Linked DNA regions of Columba livia: region 2 is linked to region 1. Evidence: chromatin contacts called from public Hi-C data. All regions are on one chromosome and are shown on one strand. Each heading gives the region's core, a stretch centred on a gene start, on an enhancer-like site or on the middle of the called end of the contact. The rest is flanking DNA. Distances are from core to core; before and after follow the strand shown. Region 1 overlaps ATRN (attractin). Region 2 overlaps DNAAF9 (dynein axonemal assembly factor 9).

Region 1 (3,544 bases), core at 773-3,272:
TTCTGCACTCACCTCCAGAGCTAATAATTCTTACAGGGGAACTTAAAAACCAGCTGAAAATGCACGTTTAATTGTAAAACATTTTCTGATTAGATGCACATTTTACTCTTTCTAAGTCACGTCTGATTTATCCACCGACAGCCTGTGGCTTCACGGCACAACTTCCTCAGAGCTGATGGTATCTGATAAGGCTGTGAGCCTGGCGAGTGTACTTCATTCCTTTATCTAAAAAGCCACAGGGCATTTTCAGGGCAGAGGGTTTATCTCCTTTCAAGTTCACAGAAGAAATACGATGGGATGACAAAGACTTAATTAAAAAGTGCCTTTTAAACACCGGCAGGTTGTTGGGGTTTTTTCTAAGCAAGTAGTTGGAACTTAGGGGAGCTTAGTGTAAACTTTTGCTGCTCTTTTGGGTGGATCAAGTTGTCATAGTGTAATAGACAACACATTAGCTCTTGGTTTTGCATGAGGAAGAAAACTCAGGGTAAAGCAAATCAATATGTGAACATTAAATAACAGAGCAGGCTTGACTGGGTTTTTTAATCCATAAGTGCTTAGTGCATGGTGAAATCTTGGTAGGACTTATGTTAAATAATTTCCCACAAATCCTGGAAAGGACAAGCAATAATTTTCTCAACTTTATTATCGACTTCTCTGACAATTAATTCAATTTTTCTGATGCAGGTATGATCTTATTTCTGAAGAGTGGCTTCCACTGCAGAACACTGTCAACTCAGTAGAGATGAGATACGGTCACTCGCTGGCATTGCATAAGGTGAGTTCTGTGCTGCAGACTCATTTCCCAGCTGATTTTCCTCTTTCTTGCCCCTACACCCACCACTTTCCACAGATGGGTTTTGCATTAGGAGTGTTTTTCATTCAAAGGCTTCTCCATGGTCAGCCCAGTCTGTGTACTGGTACTCCAGGGAATCCTTGGACTGGTAGTCCAGCGTAGGGCAACAGAGATGCTGAAGGGAGTGGAGCATCTCCCGTGTGAGGAAAGGCTGAGGGAGCTGGGGCTCTGGAGCTGGACAAGAGGAGACTGAGGGGGGACTCATTCATGTTTACAGATATATAAAGGGTGAGTGTCAGGAGGATGGAGCCAGGCTCTTCTCGGTGACAACCAGTGACAGGACAAGGGGTAATGGGTTCAAACTGGAACACAGGAGGTTCCACTTAAATTTGAGAAGAAACTTCATCTCAGTGAGGGTGGCAGAGCCTGGCCCAGGCTGCCCAGGGAGGTTGTGGAGTCTCCTTCTCCGCAGACATTCCAACCCGCCTGGACACCTTCCTGTGTAACCTCATCTGGGTGTTCCTGCTCCATGGGGAGATTGCACTGGATGAGCTTTCCAGGTCCCTTCCAACCCCTGACACTCTGGGATTCTGGTATCCTCAGAAATCTGCAGCGCCTTGGCTTGTGTGTTCCTTCTTTGCCCTTTTCTCAGAGATTTTAAGGCTGAGGTCGGTGAGTCCATTATTTCCTTCTTCACGTCCGTGCTTGCAAGACATACCCGACGGCTACAGTTTGCTGGAATTCATCTGATTCCTCAATTGCCCTTTGTAGACCACATAAATATTTTTATGAGCTCCGTTGTCCAAAGCACCGAAGCAGAGCTGGTGAGTTTAGGGACTTTTGGAGCCTGCTCTTCTTCTGCAGTAGATTCATCAATCTGTTCTTCCAGCGTCTGAAACAACAAGTGGATTTAACTGTTTCTCACCCCGTTTCTCACCCGCATGCCTTGCTGTGGGCGCAGGCCACGTCAGAGCAGAACGGCCAAGTCGCTGAGAAGGAAATGAGCTAATCCTTCACTGACCTTTTGGGTTTGGAATTTTAATTAGCTCGTCACAGCGCAAGCTTATATCAAGCGTAATTATGAACACTTGAAAGACTCACACAGTGCCGTTCACAAACAGAACACTTGAAGAACCTCGGAAGGATGGAAATTCCTACCTGCGAGGGCTCGATGCGTATTCTGCAAATAAATAAGTGAGTTTACGGTCAGTGGTTCTCAGGAATTTCCCAAGAAGCACCAGCTGTAGTAGAGAATTTCCCTTTCCAAGGTTGCTGCCTTGTCAGTAGGGAAACGGAGCCCCACTGCACACTTCACTGGATTCGTGGCTGATTCAGAATCGTTTTGGTTGGAAAAGACCCTCAAGATCATCGAGTGCAACCGCTAACCTAACACTGTCACTAAACCATGTTCCTAAGAACCTCTTCTATGTGTCTTTTAAACACCTCCACAAAGGAAACTGGATAGAGTTTTGGAACTTAGTTCTTACAGGATGATTAATAAAACCCTGTCTAACTATTCTGGCTCCCTTCTTTCCAAAGGGTCCTTGTTTTCTGTCAGTGCATTAATCTGGAAGACAAAGCTTTTAGTGTATAGACACAGAGGTGTTTTCATCAAAACTGCCTTTATTCCCGGCTATCTTCTGCTGTTTATATTTGCACACTATGGGAGGGATTCTGCTTGCATAATACACAGAATCCCAGACTGGTTGGGGTTGAAGGGACCTCTGGAGATCATCCAGTCCAACCCACCTGCTCACGCAGGGTCACCAGAGCAGATCACACAGGGTCGTGTCCAGGCGGGTTTGAATGTCTCAGAGAAGGAGACTCCACAACCTCTCTGGGCAGCCTGGGCCAGGCTCTGGCACCTCACAGGAAACAAGTTTCTCCCCATATTCAGATGGACCCTCCTGTGTTTCAGTCTGTGCCCGTTGCCCCTCATCCTGTTGCTGGGCACCACTGTACAGAGTGTGGTCCATCCTCTTGACACCCACCCTGGAGATATTGATCAGCATTGATGAGATCCCCTCTCAGCTTCTTTTCTCCAGGCAGAACAGCCCCAGCTCTCTCAGTCTCTCCTCATAAGAAATATTAAATCACCAGACTTCAGGTACCTCATTTTGGGTTCGTCTGGGAGCCTCTGAGCTCCATTTCTAGTGGAAACAGACCTAGTCAGTACAGGCAGTGAAATCTGGAGAGCAAGTCAACTCACCCAAAAGCAGACCCACCTTCCCTGCCTTTCATCAGCTGAGTTCTTCTCCATGCTCCACTATATCTTATATTGAATGCTTAGACACTCAGCAAGCATGCCAGCCCCTAAATTTTGATGTCTGTCATCTGAAGGTCAGTCCTGCCCCATGTACCCCTTTTCTCCATACCCTGATTTAGGGTGAATTGTGTGTTGAAGGTATTTTGACGTTACCAGCTTGGGTACAAACCTTGGCAGTCGCGATTGCTTTTGTACCAAATGGGAGTGGTCTAAGAGATGAGTTTCTCCTTGAGAGAGGAGAAAAACTTAGACTGAGAGAAGACAGAATGTAATAACTTCATTATTTAGAATCATAGAATCATTTTGATTGGAAAAGAACTTTAAGATCCTCGAGTCCAACTGTCAACCCACCACATTCAAGTCTACCTCTACCTCATGTCCTGAGAACCTCATGTCCGTCTGTCCAGCCCTCCAGGGATGGTGACTCCAGCACTGCCCTGGGCAGCCTGTTCCAATGCCCCACAGCCCTTTGGGGAAGAAATTGT
Region 2 (3,544 bases), core at 395-2,894, 150 kb before region 1:
CAGAATCTTGAATGTTGCCCTATTGATGACTCAAGAATATATAATGTCTGTGGGTAAAGTAGATGCATCTCTTGTGTCAAAACCAGTGACCCAAGAAATAAAGTCACTCCTGATTTTCTCAGTTCAGTTCAAGGCATTTGTCACTAACCGGCTTCTCTTGCACTACTCTTGAAAGTCTATATCCATCTAGCGGAGTTTAAAATAAGTGTTTTCTGCTCTTGGTAGATGAGGGTCTAGAAGATAAGGAAAAAGTTCTAAAACACAACAGGGGACCAAACAATCATGGTTTATCGAGACCAGAGTGCTGTGTGCTCCAAAGAGTCTCTTGGCAAGACTGTGGTGTCTCCGTCCTCACACATTCGGTTTCATAAGATCCTGAAAAACTTGATCCAACTTAGCAGCTCTTTTGAGCAGTGAATCAGCACTGCATGATCTCAAAAGGTACTTTCCAACCAAAATAATTCCATGATTCAATTTCTGCTTCAGAACGGAAACAGAAGGAAATGAGAAATGTAACTACTCACTTCATATTTCATCGTAAAGAAGCCATCGCCTCCAATTCCTTCCAGAGCAAAAGCCTGCACTATTGGCCACTTTTCAACAATGAACATGTCAAATATCTGTAGATGACCTGCAAAAGAAACGTTTCACGGAAACATTCTCACACCAATAGCTTTAGAAATTCTTTTCTCTACACCCCAAATTTTGTTCCTTTTTGTCCAGCTATTGCTTTAATAAAGGGTATTATGTCTCCTTCCAAATGTAATTCCAAGGCTATTAGCAAAACTGTGCCCGTTAAAATCCAAGATAATAAACAGGGAGCTTTGCTTACTCCAGTTTCTTCAAATATTTGCCCTGAAGTAAAATCCTGTCACCATTATCCCCACGTTAATCAGATTTTTAATCCGGGGGGAGGACTGTTCAGTCTGGCCCTCATGGGTGAAGCTGTGAGCCATCTCAAGCGTGATTATTATCCTTAAGCTACACACCTTCCTTAGATAATTCCTAACAAAGACCCGCCATCCTTCCCCCATTAATGATTTTCCGGGCATTTAGAGCACATCATCCTTTCCTCGAGGGAAGCAATGAAGAAATAGGAATTTAAAACAAAATAGCTTGGTTTGAACTTACATGGTTCAAAATTAGAAAGCAACTTTCGAGGGGTTTTTTTTGCCTTTTATCTACTGTACTATGGATCCAAAACCCCATGTGCTTGTGCACGGCATTGCCTTGACTTTAATCGCTATTTTGGATACTGCAAAATACACTCTGGTGAACAATGTGAGATGACACTGTCCAGGCTGCTGGGTTGGCTGCAGATCATAACAGGAAACCACGCAGCCCCGTTTCTGCAGCGCTAAAAAAGGAAACTTGCATAATGAAATGTTTGTTCTTTCCTTACAGAAGGGAGTATTTATCTGGAGCTCCCATGTGAATAGAGAACGTCTGGCACGGCAGGACACGCTCCTCTGAATGCAAATTATTTCTCACACTCGAGCATTCACTCTTCAGATCGAGTCTAAGGGCTTCCATTTTTCAGTAAGAAACCAAACTCTTAAGGAAAAAGAAGCTGAAAGGAAACTACTGACATATTAATCCTTATTCCTTACCAGAGAAACCTTCATTCCCTGAAGTGCATTGACTTGCATGCTGCAAAACTATTTGCATAAGATGAGCAAACCCACCTTGGCAGCTGTACGGAATACCAATGCGGCTGCAATCTCGAACCATGTCTACAAAGCTGGAAATCTTGAATTCCTCTGCAGCTTCTTCATCTTCATACTGAAAGAAGCCATTTAAAATAGAATCTGGTTAGGGCAGGCCTAATTCCATCGTTAGTTTTGCACAAAAGAGAATATGTATTGTACAGGTTTAATTCTACAGCAAATGTCATGTAATCCACTACAATATTACCTATGGCTTCCAGAAGCTAAAGCATCTCTTTAGTCTGCATATTTTCTAAACTATATCATGGCAGAGATATTTTCAATCCAATGGAAATTGTCCTTAAAAAATCAAACTTCGGAGCAAGGTTTTTAATAAGGTTCTATGAAGACATAACTATACACTTCATTTTCAGCTTTCACTGATGTCTTTCAACATCATCTACTAGATTCTGGACAATTTTAAAGGAATAGAAGACGCTTTGAGAAAGAGTCAACGAATGCGCCACAAAATAAAACTTGTCACTGAGGGAAAAATAACATAAAAATACCAGTTTAACAACACTAAACCAGAAAATCCAACTGACAAGATACGCCCTGGGTCACAGAATGAGAACAAGAGATGTATGTAGGAAAAGGAGGAGACACCACGGTGCAAACACTGTTTTGCTGTTGCACGCTCGTAATGGGTTGAAGTCGCCTGAAGAACAAATATCATCATTCCAGCTCGGAAAAGCATAAAACTGGACTGGTGAGACAAATGACACAAAAACCACTTTAAAGCAGAACAAAAACCTAAAAATGCCCTCTGATTCTTACCTGAACAGGTACAGTTTAGTACCAAGCCTAAAACCAACAGGCTGGGTAATTCAAGAGTCGCTTTCTGGAGAAAGATCAGTAGGCGGTAGTGGTTTATTTGATTCTATTTTTTTTTAATATACACCGCTCTGAACTTAGTATCAAGGTAAATTACATAATCATGAACCTTTTGTATATCGCTCTTGTAAGCTCCAGTTCCTTATTTTAAGAACAAGTTCTTTGAAGACAAGCCTGAATTTAAGACATAGCCCAAGTCCTTCCATGTTCTTCCATCCCAGGAAGCCAGATCAAAGCCTGGGTTCAAAGCCAAGCCTCAAACAACCGCTGGCTTCTCAAGACTTAAAATGCCATTAGAATAAGAACGTGGGTTTTGGCAGGGTGCTAAAGGCTTGCTCACTATGTGCTATTGCAGGTATCCGAGACCGTTCCATAAATGGTACAGTCTTGACACCCAGAAAGCTTATCAAGTATGCACCAAATTTTGATATTTTATCACATTTGGCCATTTTGGAAATAGGCATTCTTGAATAATATGGTTTTTTTCTTTTGATAACGAGGGTATTCACTTCAATTCGTATGGTCTAGCTAAAGGTAAGTAGGAAGGGAGGAGAGGCTTTGGGTTTGGCCAGATTTATCTAGAGCTGTGCAGAACCAGGCATGACGTGGCTTTTATTATTCATAAAGCGCTGGAGCTTTTTTTTATTTCCTCTTCCTAAAAGCAACGAAAAGTTATTTCTATCACTGCAAAAAATATATATATATGCTTAAAAGTCACTCCAGGCAACCCTCCTGTAAACAGGATGCGCTTAAAGCCCGACACGGCAATGTTATTTTTACTTCTCTTTCCGAGGTTATCTTGGAAATGGGCAATTCTTACAGATCAGCAATGTGGCTGGAAGCGCATCGCTCAGCTCATTCCCATGAAACAGCAACGAAGTCAACCTCGTCTTTTCAACTTCAGAAATCAAAGTTTTCCAGTCATTTCCACAAATAGCAAAGCACGTGGTTTACCTTTCCTGCTTCAACATCATTTCAAGCCAGCACTGTGCGATCCAGTTTAC

What was found. Hi-C and Micro-C count contacts between places; a contact is called where the count stands out from the background.
Region 2: a contact with region 1 is called in a Hi-C map of crop, with 3 times the contacts expected there. The contact joins two enhancer-like sites. A contact is called at or near these places in 2 of 2 Hi-C or Micro-C datasets (crop and liver).

The regions. Positions count from the first base shown.
Region 1 is chr4:2,579,934-2,583,477 of bColLiv1.pat.W.v2, reverse strand. It overlaps ATRN (attractin), which reads left to right. Exons shown (of 29, transcript XM_065060197.1): 7 at 685-775. Among named protein-coding and RNA genes, the nearest start is that of ATRN, 62 kb to the left of the region's middle. Within about 2 kb of position 2,022, at least 1 of the 3 cell types and tissues checked has an H3K27ac peak away from gene starts, as active enhancers do.
Region 2 is chr4:2,730,466-2,734,009 of bColLiv1.pat.W.v2, reverse strand. It overlaps DNAAF9 (dynein axonemal assembly factor 9), which reads right to left. Exons shown (of 37, transcript XM_021292872.2): 5 at 1,686-1,782; 6 at 525-631. Among named protein-coding and RNA genes, the nearest start is that of DNAAF9, 23 kb to the right of the region's middle. Within about 2 kb of position 1,644, at least 1 of the 3 cell types and tissues checked has an H3K27ac peak away from gene starts, as active enhancers do.